Regions from separate parts of the Xenopus laevis genome. Here region 2 is linked to region 1. Evidence: chromatin contacts called from public Hi-C data. All regions are on one chromosome and are shown on one strand. The core of a region is the stretch at or near the end of the contact, and the rest is flanking DNA. Distances in the headings are between cores, read along the strand shown.

Evidence for each region. A called contact is a pair of places that touch in the nucleus more often than the background predicts.
Region 2: a contact with region 1 is called in a Hi-C map of the XL177 cell line, with 2.9 times the contacts expected there. A contact is called at or near these places in 2 of 4 Hi-C or Micro-C datasets (the XL177 cell line and animal cap).

What each region holds. Positions count from the first base shown.
Region 1 is chr3L:62,609,464-62,613,839 of Xenopus_laevis_v10.1, reverse strand. No RefSeq gene overlaps it. Among protein-coding and RNA genes, the nearest start is that of LOC121401168, 22 kb to the left of the region's middle.
Region 2 is chr3L:62,675,311-62,679,675 of Xenopus_laevis_v10.1, reverse strand. btg1.L (B-cell translocation gene 1, anti-proliferative L homeolog) reads right to left here and starts at 3,003. Exons shown (of 2, transcript NM_001085911.1): 1 at 2,558-3,003; 2 at 1-382. The coding sequence starts at 2,702. The coding sequence ends at 18.

The DNA.
Region 1 (4,376 bases), core at 1,345-3,844:
AGACTTTGACAGTTGGCAGACATTTCTTTAGACATGTCTGAATGGAGGGGACTTGATTTCACATATTTTGACATAGAGTTTTAATAGGATCCTTGTAGAGTACAATTTTTTCGGACTTTTTGAATTCTTGTCTCCTTTGCCATCCAACAAATCACATGATTTTTAGTATGGCCCCCAGACTGCTCAAGAGCTCCATTGATCTCTTTGGATGGCATCATTATTTTCTTATGATTTGGCACCCCAAACAGTAATGCTGTACAGTAGCAGAGTGATTGGCCGTGGGCTGAATGGACAGATACAGTACTACGGGCTGTACACAGTATGGACACCTTTCTGTTGTTTAATTCAGACCAAAAAATTTGAACAGCAGGAAGTATAGAGAAACTGCTGCTCCTCTTCACTTGCTTGAGCCAATGCGACATGCACTGGTCATCATGTTGTATCAGCAGATGGAATTTTCAAACCTGCCTATTGTAACATAAATATCAGTTGAGATTGTCCAACCTGCATATATGTACCAAAAGTAACATACACTTTGTTTCGTATGATCAGCTTAGGTTGACACCTTATTCAATGATTTGGGACCCATAGGAGGGGCAACACTGCAGTTTGGTATGATTCTCTCCTTCCTCCATAGTAAACAGTGTTAAGTAACCCTTATCTCTTATCTCCTTATCTGCCACAACCCACCAAACAGCCAAAGGGCATTGTTTTACTTTAACAGTTTAATGACAGAAGGGTGGATATTGCAGCTTGCCTACAATTTTCACATAAAAAGAAAGAATAGTGGGAGCTGTTAGAGCTGCAGCTTGTGCAATTTTTAAGTTAAAGTATCTTTAGAAGACATTTCAAAGCAATTGTATATTGTCTGTGTGGGGTGTAGGCACTAGGCAGTACAGGTTTTATTGGTTTCGTTTTTCTCTATTTCCTCTTTTGGTACTATGAATGAGAACATTTAGCAATTGAAATCTTTCTAGCACATTCTAAAGATATTTTATAACATTCAGCAAGTCTATCAGTATACAATACCATCTTTTTCTGTTGCCTTGGATGATCCTGTGTGGGGTTAAGATGCTTACTGCATATTCCTGGTCATTTCAGAGCATGTTTGGTGCTGCCAACTTTCCACTTACACGATATGCTTGAGCATGTTTTTTCTGGCACAAGAACTTTACTTTCCACTGGGCTGTAAATAAGCCATGAACAAGCCCTCAGTTAAGAAATGTGATTATATTGGTAATTAAAATAAAAACGCTTATTGTTTGACCTAAAAACACACACAAAATGAATAATTTAGAGTGTTAAAGCAAAGTAAACATGGTCAGAAAAGAGAATGGTAAATGCTTTCAGTTGTAGGGAGCAAACATGTTGTAACTGAAGTGCCATTAATGCAGAGAAATTAAACAAGAACCATGAATATCCTTCTGCAAAGACACCAATGGGATCAAAGAGACCAGCAACGCAAGTCCAGGACCAACTTTTGGTTGAGAAAATGCTGTTGTTTCTTTATTGTTCCTTTATTCAAGCTCAATAATCGTTGCTGTCTGACTATTGTCTATTAACGTACCACGCATGCACGGCACAGCTTTATTAAGTCATTTTTCTTTAAATTCCATAGATGTTGGTTTTGTTTTTAACAGAAGTGACCTATGAAATGCAGAAGTCAAAATCTAAATTCAGAGAACCACTTTTACGTAAGGGAGAAAAGACTACTGTTTACTAGAATGGTAGTTTTTTTTATATTTCTGCCAATAAAAAATCTGCTTTTTACTTGCCATTTGACACTCAGCAATCTGCGCTGTGAGACCAATCAACATTCATTGTTTTAAATTCTTCCTAACAATAATCAGCATCTTTTTTTTTATAGTAAGATAGATGTACGATGGCTGTTTTGTGTTTTTAGATATGGGCCTTTAAATTATTTTTATAATGCCCTGATTCTCATGTCATAATGTCAGTAATATGAGATTGAAATTGGAGTTTGGAATGACTCCGACATTACAGGAATAAAACTATGCTATATACTTTTTTTTGGCTGTGTTCTTTACTTTGGGGATTATTATCATGGACAATGCAGAGTCTATGGCAGAGGTTTTTGGTCTTTTATGGTTAAAAACCACTCCACTATGGTCTAATATTTGGTCCCCCCACCTTTATAATGGGGTCACAAATATAGAGGAACATAGGTATGACAATCACCATGCTGTAATTACAAATATATCTTAATTGCAAGGAAGAGTTCACCCAAAATGTTAACACATTTCACAGCCTAGGTTTATAGGAGTATGTAGTAGAGCAAACAGGGATTCTTGTAAACTCTCAACATAATAAGCCTTCAGTTGACTCCCTAGCCATTGCTAGAAGTCTCCAAGGGGGGCATTCCACAGTTTAGGAACCACCAGTTTTGAGGGAGACAGACATAACCATAGGGGCAGCAGATCACGTGGCTGCTGGTGGGCTCAGGGAAATAGTGAAACTGGCAAAGGACCTTTATTGTTTAAATATACAGTATGTGTGCAAAGCAAATAATATTTAGTGGTTTGGGGGGAGGGGTTGCAGGAGGACTCTAAAAGACTTTTCTTTGAGGCAAATTAACTTTTATTATACTGCAGGGGGAGGGGAGCAAATAGAAGGGTGTGAAGGTCTGGGGGAACTGGCATATTGCAGGAAGTCAGCGGGATGCCTATAGATGGAAATTCTATACATTAGAGGGCTGACAGAGGTGAGGACACAGAGGTAGGATTAGAGTAAGATTACTAAACCAGTGCTAGCCAAAAGAAGGAGGGAACGTAGAAAGCCTTTTGATGCCTACTAGCCTTAAATCAAATTTCAACATGTCCTTTTGGGCACAGAAATAGGAAAGACAGCCAACAGCTGCAAAGCTGCAATAAGTGTGGATCCACATTCAGAATACGTAATGGATTGACAAGAGATGTGAACTCACCCAGATGTGAGGTGGCACTTACAGCCTGCACTGGTATTTAACACAGCACAATTGATTTTCAAAATGTTCAGTTGGCAAAACTAATGTAGTAGGAAATTGAATTTTGGGAGTGTACTCTTTTATAGCTTTAGGAGGCATATTTGGTGTCATGAAATCAAAATCAAGATACATCCACTCACTGCTGAGACCGGAAGTGATGTCACACCTGATGCGTTTCGCTGAGGTCAGCTTCTTCAGAGGTGGACTTCCTTTCCCTGCTAATTTCCTTATATTGCCTGCGACACACACACACACATTAGTGTTGTAAAACTTTGGTGATTGCACTAAATATTAACAATATTGCACTAGGTTCTGTTATTTGTTTTTTTTTCCATAGCCTGTGGCGCTGATCTTTAAATGATGATCCAGTGGAGGAACTGTGAAAGAGATCGACAAACGGAAAAATTCTGAGGGTTTACTTTGCCTTTAAATCTTGTAAATATTTGTTGTTTTTTGCAATTGTAACTGTTATATATTTGGTGTCATATTTGCGGTAACAAATCCTTTGGTTGGATTTCAAGCAGACCCTACACCATCTCATAAAATGAGTACTCTACATTATAAGGCCTGTATGCTCCTATTTTCAGACTCAAGTCTAAATCTGGAGCTGATATCTACATGGTAGTTTTTTATGAACACATTACCTGATGAATGCCTTTAGATTATCCTCATTGTTAATTCTCCTAAATTTTCTTTTAATTTAGAATAAAGCTAGGAACAGTACCCGAGGTATCTGAATATTCAAAAGAACTATACAGAATAACAATATTAAAAAAAAGATAAATTAATGATTGACAGGAATAGCGAGAAAATTAGATAATCGGTCTAAATAAAAATACCTCTGCTGCTGGGGAATTCCCACTGATTTATAAACCATAATAAAAAAAAAGCTTGAACCAAAACTCATTCCTTTTTCTTCTTTCACTTCAATGTCCTACTTTTTTTCTCTGATGCTCAATGGAAATTCCCTGCAGTGGTATAAACTACAAAAAATCAATATATATTTTCTAGGCAAGTCTTACAGTACATTGATTAAGTGATATATATTTTTTTTATTGTTGTCTATAACATACTCTCGGTATATTTTGCTTGCATTTTTCAGGTTGATCTCCACTCCGCTTCTCTCCGCCTGTGTTTTTTTTTTATAAAGGCAGAGAGAACCAGGTCATACACTTTTGGGGGAATGTAAAATTGGCTGCTAATGCAAAAATGAAATAGTGAATAATTTTCCCTTTGTGAACACTTTGCCCCTCACGTGATTGTTGTTACGTTTGCTCCAAAACTTTACTCCACCTTCAAGCAGGTGATAAAGGTTCGCAATGCACAATTAAGATTCACAATGCAATAAAAGCCTAATGAAGAATATTACATTGTGACAAACAATTTTTTAATC
Region 2 (4,365 bases), core at 1,754-4,253, 65 kb before region 1:
CAGTCATCAACCATATCTTAACCAGATACAGTCATCATGTTGTATCTTTTGGATGGGCTTGTTCGGCCCAACAGAAGTTCATCTTTACAGCTGATCCTACTCTCAACTAGAGAGCCACTGCTGTTTGGACTGATACCACTTCCTGGAACAGATTCATACAATACACAAATAGAGCCATCCTCTCCTATGCGGTATGATACTTCATATGGGTCAACCCACAAAGTAAGTTCACTTGGCAGAAGTTTAAACATTTGCTGGCTGTTGAGTCCAATACGATCTGCTGCCTGTCCAATTAAAGGGTCCATCTTGTGGTTAATCCGAATGCAACGATAGGCCGACCCCTTAGTTGGCTTTTCTGGAAACCAGTGATGCTTATAGTGATCTAGAAAAAAAGCAGACAAACCACATTTAGCTTTAGAAATGTTGCACCATCAAGTAGGCACCTACAACAACCTGAATTTTGACAAAACGTATTTGAGCAATTTATTTTCAGTTGATTACAAATAATGTTATCTTTTCAGCATACAGAAAAATTATATATTAACAGCTCAAAGTAACAATTACCTCTATGGTTTGATATGACTAAGTGTCTAACCAAGTCTGAAGTGGATAAAACTGTTGCATAATATTAAAACGGAGAGCTATGGTGAAATCGTCCCAAAAAAAAACAATTCATGTTCACTGAAAAATATTGAGATGATAAATATTCCCATCAAGGAAACTAGAATGAGTTTCTACAGATAAGGATAATAGAACCAACACGTATTCTTTGCTTATATAGTTGCCTATTTCATGAGCACATAAAGCTGCTGCTCAAATACAAAGTGATCCCAGTACATAGTATACTGAATGGACAGATTAAGAAGTGAAATTCAAAACACAGTAGGGGCTCATGTGAAACATATTTGCAGTTTGCATGGGCTTTGCATAATACCAAAAACTGCCAGAATCACAAGTGTTTGGTGTTTTGGCTCCACTGAAGGGGATTTGTGCATTTAAAAATAAAATCAGAAGCATACACTGTGCCTGTAGCATTAGAATATTTAATGATATTTCACATGGCAAAGACTTGCTGCTTATTAAAACAACATGTATATTTTCAATAAGGGGCATATAAGGAATAAAAATATTTTGAACTAAAGTTTCACTAAACTAAATAAAAACGTGTAACATCTGTATATGCCTTATCGGGAACTATCTATATCGTTTGTACATAGCAGTCCAACATCCTGCTCGTGGCTCAGGTCTGCCAATAATACAAAGCAACGCTCTGCCTAGTCTGGACAGGAAGGAAAAAAACATCAGCCTGTACTTTCCAACCACAAAAGGGAGGGGGTGCTTACGTCTGCAAAAAGAAAAAAATTCAAGGTGGAGACAGGACAAGAATAGGCCCCTATAGCACTCTATAATAATAACAAACAACCCTACATACAATCAACCAAAGACAATAAAAGGTTAACTGTTAAAACACAGGGATCCTTGATCCTTTTCAATAAAGGAGTGGTTCACCTTTGAGATAACTTTTAGTATGATGTACAGTGTGATTCTGAGATAATTTGCAATTGGTTTTCATTTTTTTTATCATTGCTTTTGAGTTATTTAGCTTATAACCCAACCGCTCTTCAATTTGCATTTTAAGCAATCTGGTTGCTGGGGTGCATATTCCCCTAGCAACCATGCATTGATTTGAATAAGACTGGAATATGAACAGGATCAGTAATAAAAAGTAGCAATAACAATACATGAGTAGCCTTACAGAACAGTTGTTTTTTTAGATGGGGTCAGTGACACCCATTTGAAAGGTGGAAAGAGTCAGAAGAAAAAGGCAAATAACTATAAAAAAAAAAAAGATGAAAACCAACTGAAAAGTTGCTTAGAATTGGCCATTCTATAACAAACTAAAGGTTACCTTAAATGTGAACCAGCCCTTTAAAGAAAAAAAGAAAAGAAAATCAGCGTTATCTCGACCTGAAAACTGTTTAATAAGAAAATTGAACTCTAGGCAACTTTTCATGATACATAAATGTTTTCACAGCGATCTGTACATTTCTTCTGAAAGCATTAGGTCTTAATAGTCTCAGCACTTCAGGTTGTGACTCCAAAAAACAATGTAAAAGACCCAGCTGAAAAGGACGAATGCCTGTTATACAGATTGAAGGATGGCCCCAGATATCAGATATGGGATGAAAACTCACTGCATTTACAGTCAGAAATAAATGGCTTGCTCTATATTAGAAAGCTGCTTGAAATACACAATTTCTTTCATTGGGTATAAAGCTGTGTTGGTGTGAAGTTCCCCTTTAATCCAGTGAAAGAATAAAGCTATAGAAGGCATAAGCCATGAGACTAGTAGGCTATGCTGGCAGCAAGACAATCAAGCTCTGAAGGGGATTTCAATGATCTGGAATAAAGGGCATTTCCGTGGCTGTTCACGTCTGCCCTGGGATTTATACCCTCCCCCAGTTGAACTACAACTCCCAGAAGTCACAGGGAAACGACTAAATAGGATAGAAGCGCAGGCAGAACCCGTAAACAAAAAAGAAATGTATTATCTTACCGGCCAGTAGATCCTGGAGGGACTGGTTGAACGTCTGCAGGTCGAGGTCGTTCATGAGGCCTTTGGTTCGGAGGAACTTCGTGATGAAACTCACCGCCGCCATGATCTCTGGCTTCATGTTGGCCCAAGGATAGTGCGTATGCATGGGAGCTCGACCGAATAACTATTAGAAGACGGGTGGAAGAGCAAGGATCCTCTAAGGAGTTCCGCTTGGTCTTTATAAACGTGTTTTTATTTGTGTTTTACGATTTTTTTTTTTTTTTGTATTTTTCACTTTTACGTCCTTCGTTGTTTTACAGGCTTTTCGTTGACATGACGCGCAAGTTAAAAGAGGTGTTTGTCCGTTTTGTTGCCCCCCCCTAAATATTTCAGCCCTCGGAGAGGATGAAACGCTACAGAAGTCCCCCCACAAAGTGCTTTCCTAACGCGTACACGCCCCCCCACGTGTACTAGCGCGTCCCCCGAAGTGAACAACTCGAGTCTCAGTCCGTTCTTTTATAAGACAGCCGGGAAGGCTGTGTCGTCAACGAGGGGCGGGGGAGGTGCTTGGCCAATAGAGGGATCGCTCGATGATGATGTCACCCTGTTGCGGGGAGGGAAAGGGCGAGTCGACGTATGCCCTTCGGAAAGCAAATGAGAGCGGATGGGAGAGAGTGAGAACACCCCCATCTTTGTAAACAAAAGTCTGGCCAAGTGAACGCAGCACTTCCGGATACAAACACAGGCGCTTTTGCTATGGCTTGAACCGTTTGCGCTTCCCTACTTTCCTGGTAGAAGGGGCGCAAGAAGATCCTAAAACCTGCGTTGTTATTATTAAAATAAAATGACTTTGTAACGCGCATATGGTTGAGCTGATAAACAGGGCGCGAAAGTACTGCCGTATTTAACTCGCTTAGACGCAGCATCGACACAGGGCTATTGTGATATTATCCGAGTTCGGCACCTATTGGTTACAAGGAGGGAGCAGGGCACGGCTAGGGTATTCCTTTGTCTCCTAGTGTGACACATGAGGCCCCATCCCCCACCGGAAGGCAGGCGCAGACAATAACAAGATAGTGGCGGTGTAACAACAAAGGCCTTATTTACTATACAGTGTAGTGATGACACGTCACACTAGTAGTGTATACTTTCAGCTGCGTTACATGCCCGTCTCCTTCCGATCATTTTATTTCACTTCTCACATCGTACTGGCAATCAGGATGTTCACTCAGTCAGGATCCAACCCATGCTTCTTATATTAATGTACAATTTTCCAGCTATTATTAGTAATTTGTAGCATGGGCAGATGTGGAGTAAGGGTGGCCATGTAAGTGTATGGGGCCCAGGCCCAGCCATGGGTATTCCCAATTGATCAAGCCAAAAGAAATGTGCAAAAAGTGACTGCCGGGTTTTGATGCAATCAAGTACAGACTTTCCCTTTGAGTATAAAATGTGCATTTGAGATGCAGAAATAAATGTGTTTATACAACGACCAACCAGGTTTACATACATAGCGACCGGTAAATGGTACAAAAAGTGAGGAAGGCCCTGCGTAAAAGAGCATACAATCTGAAAGGGGATGGGATTGAGACACAAGGTGTGGGAGGGGGCATGATCAGAAATACACAAGGTGAGAGGTGTAGCATATTTGCAGGCCCGGACTGGCAATTTGTGGGTTCTGCAAATGCTGGAGGGGCTGCTATAAGGTGCCATAGAAAGTCAGTATTTAGTGGGCTGGTGGAGGCTGATTGGGCCTCTGTGAAATGCCAGGGCCTATTTTCATTCTCAGTCCGGACCTGCATATATGTGTAGCATTTGGTTGCTAAACA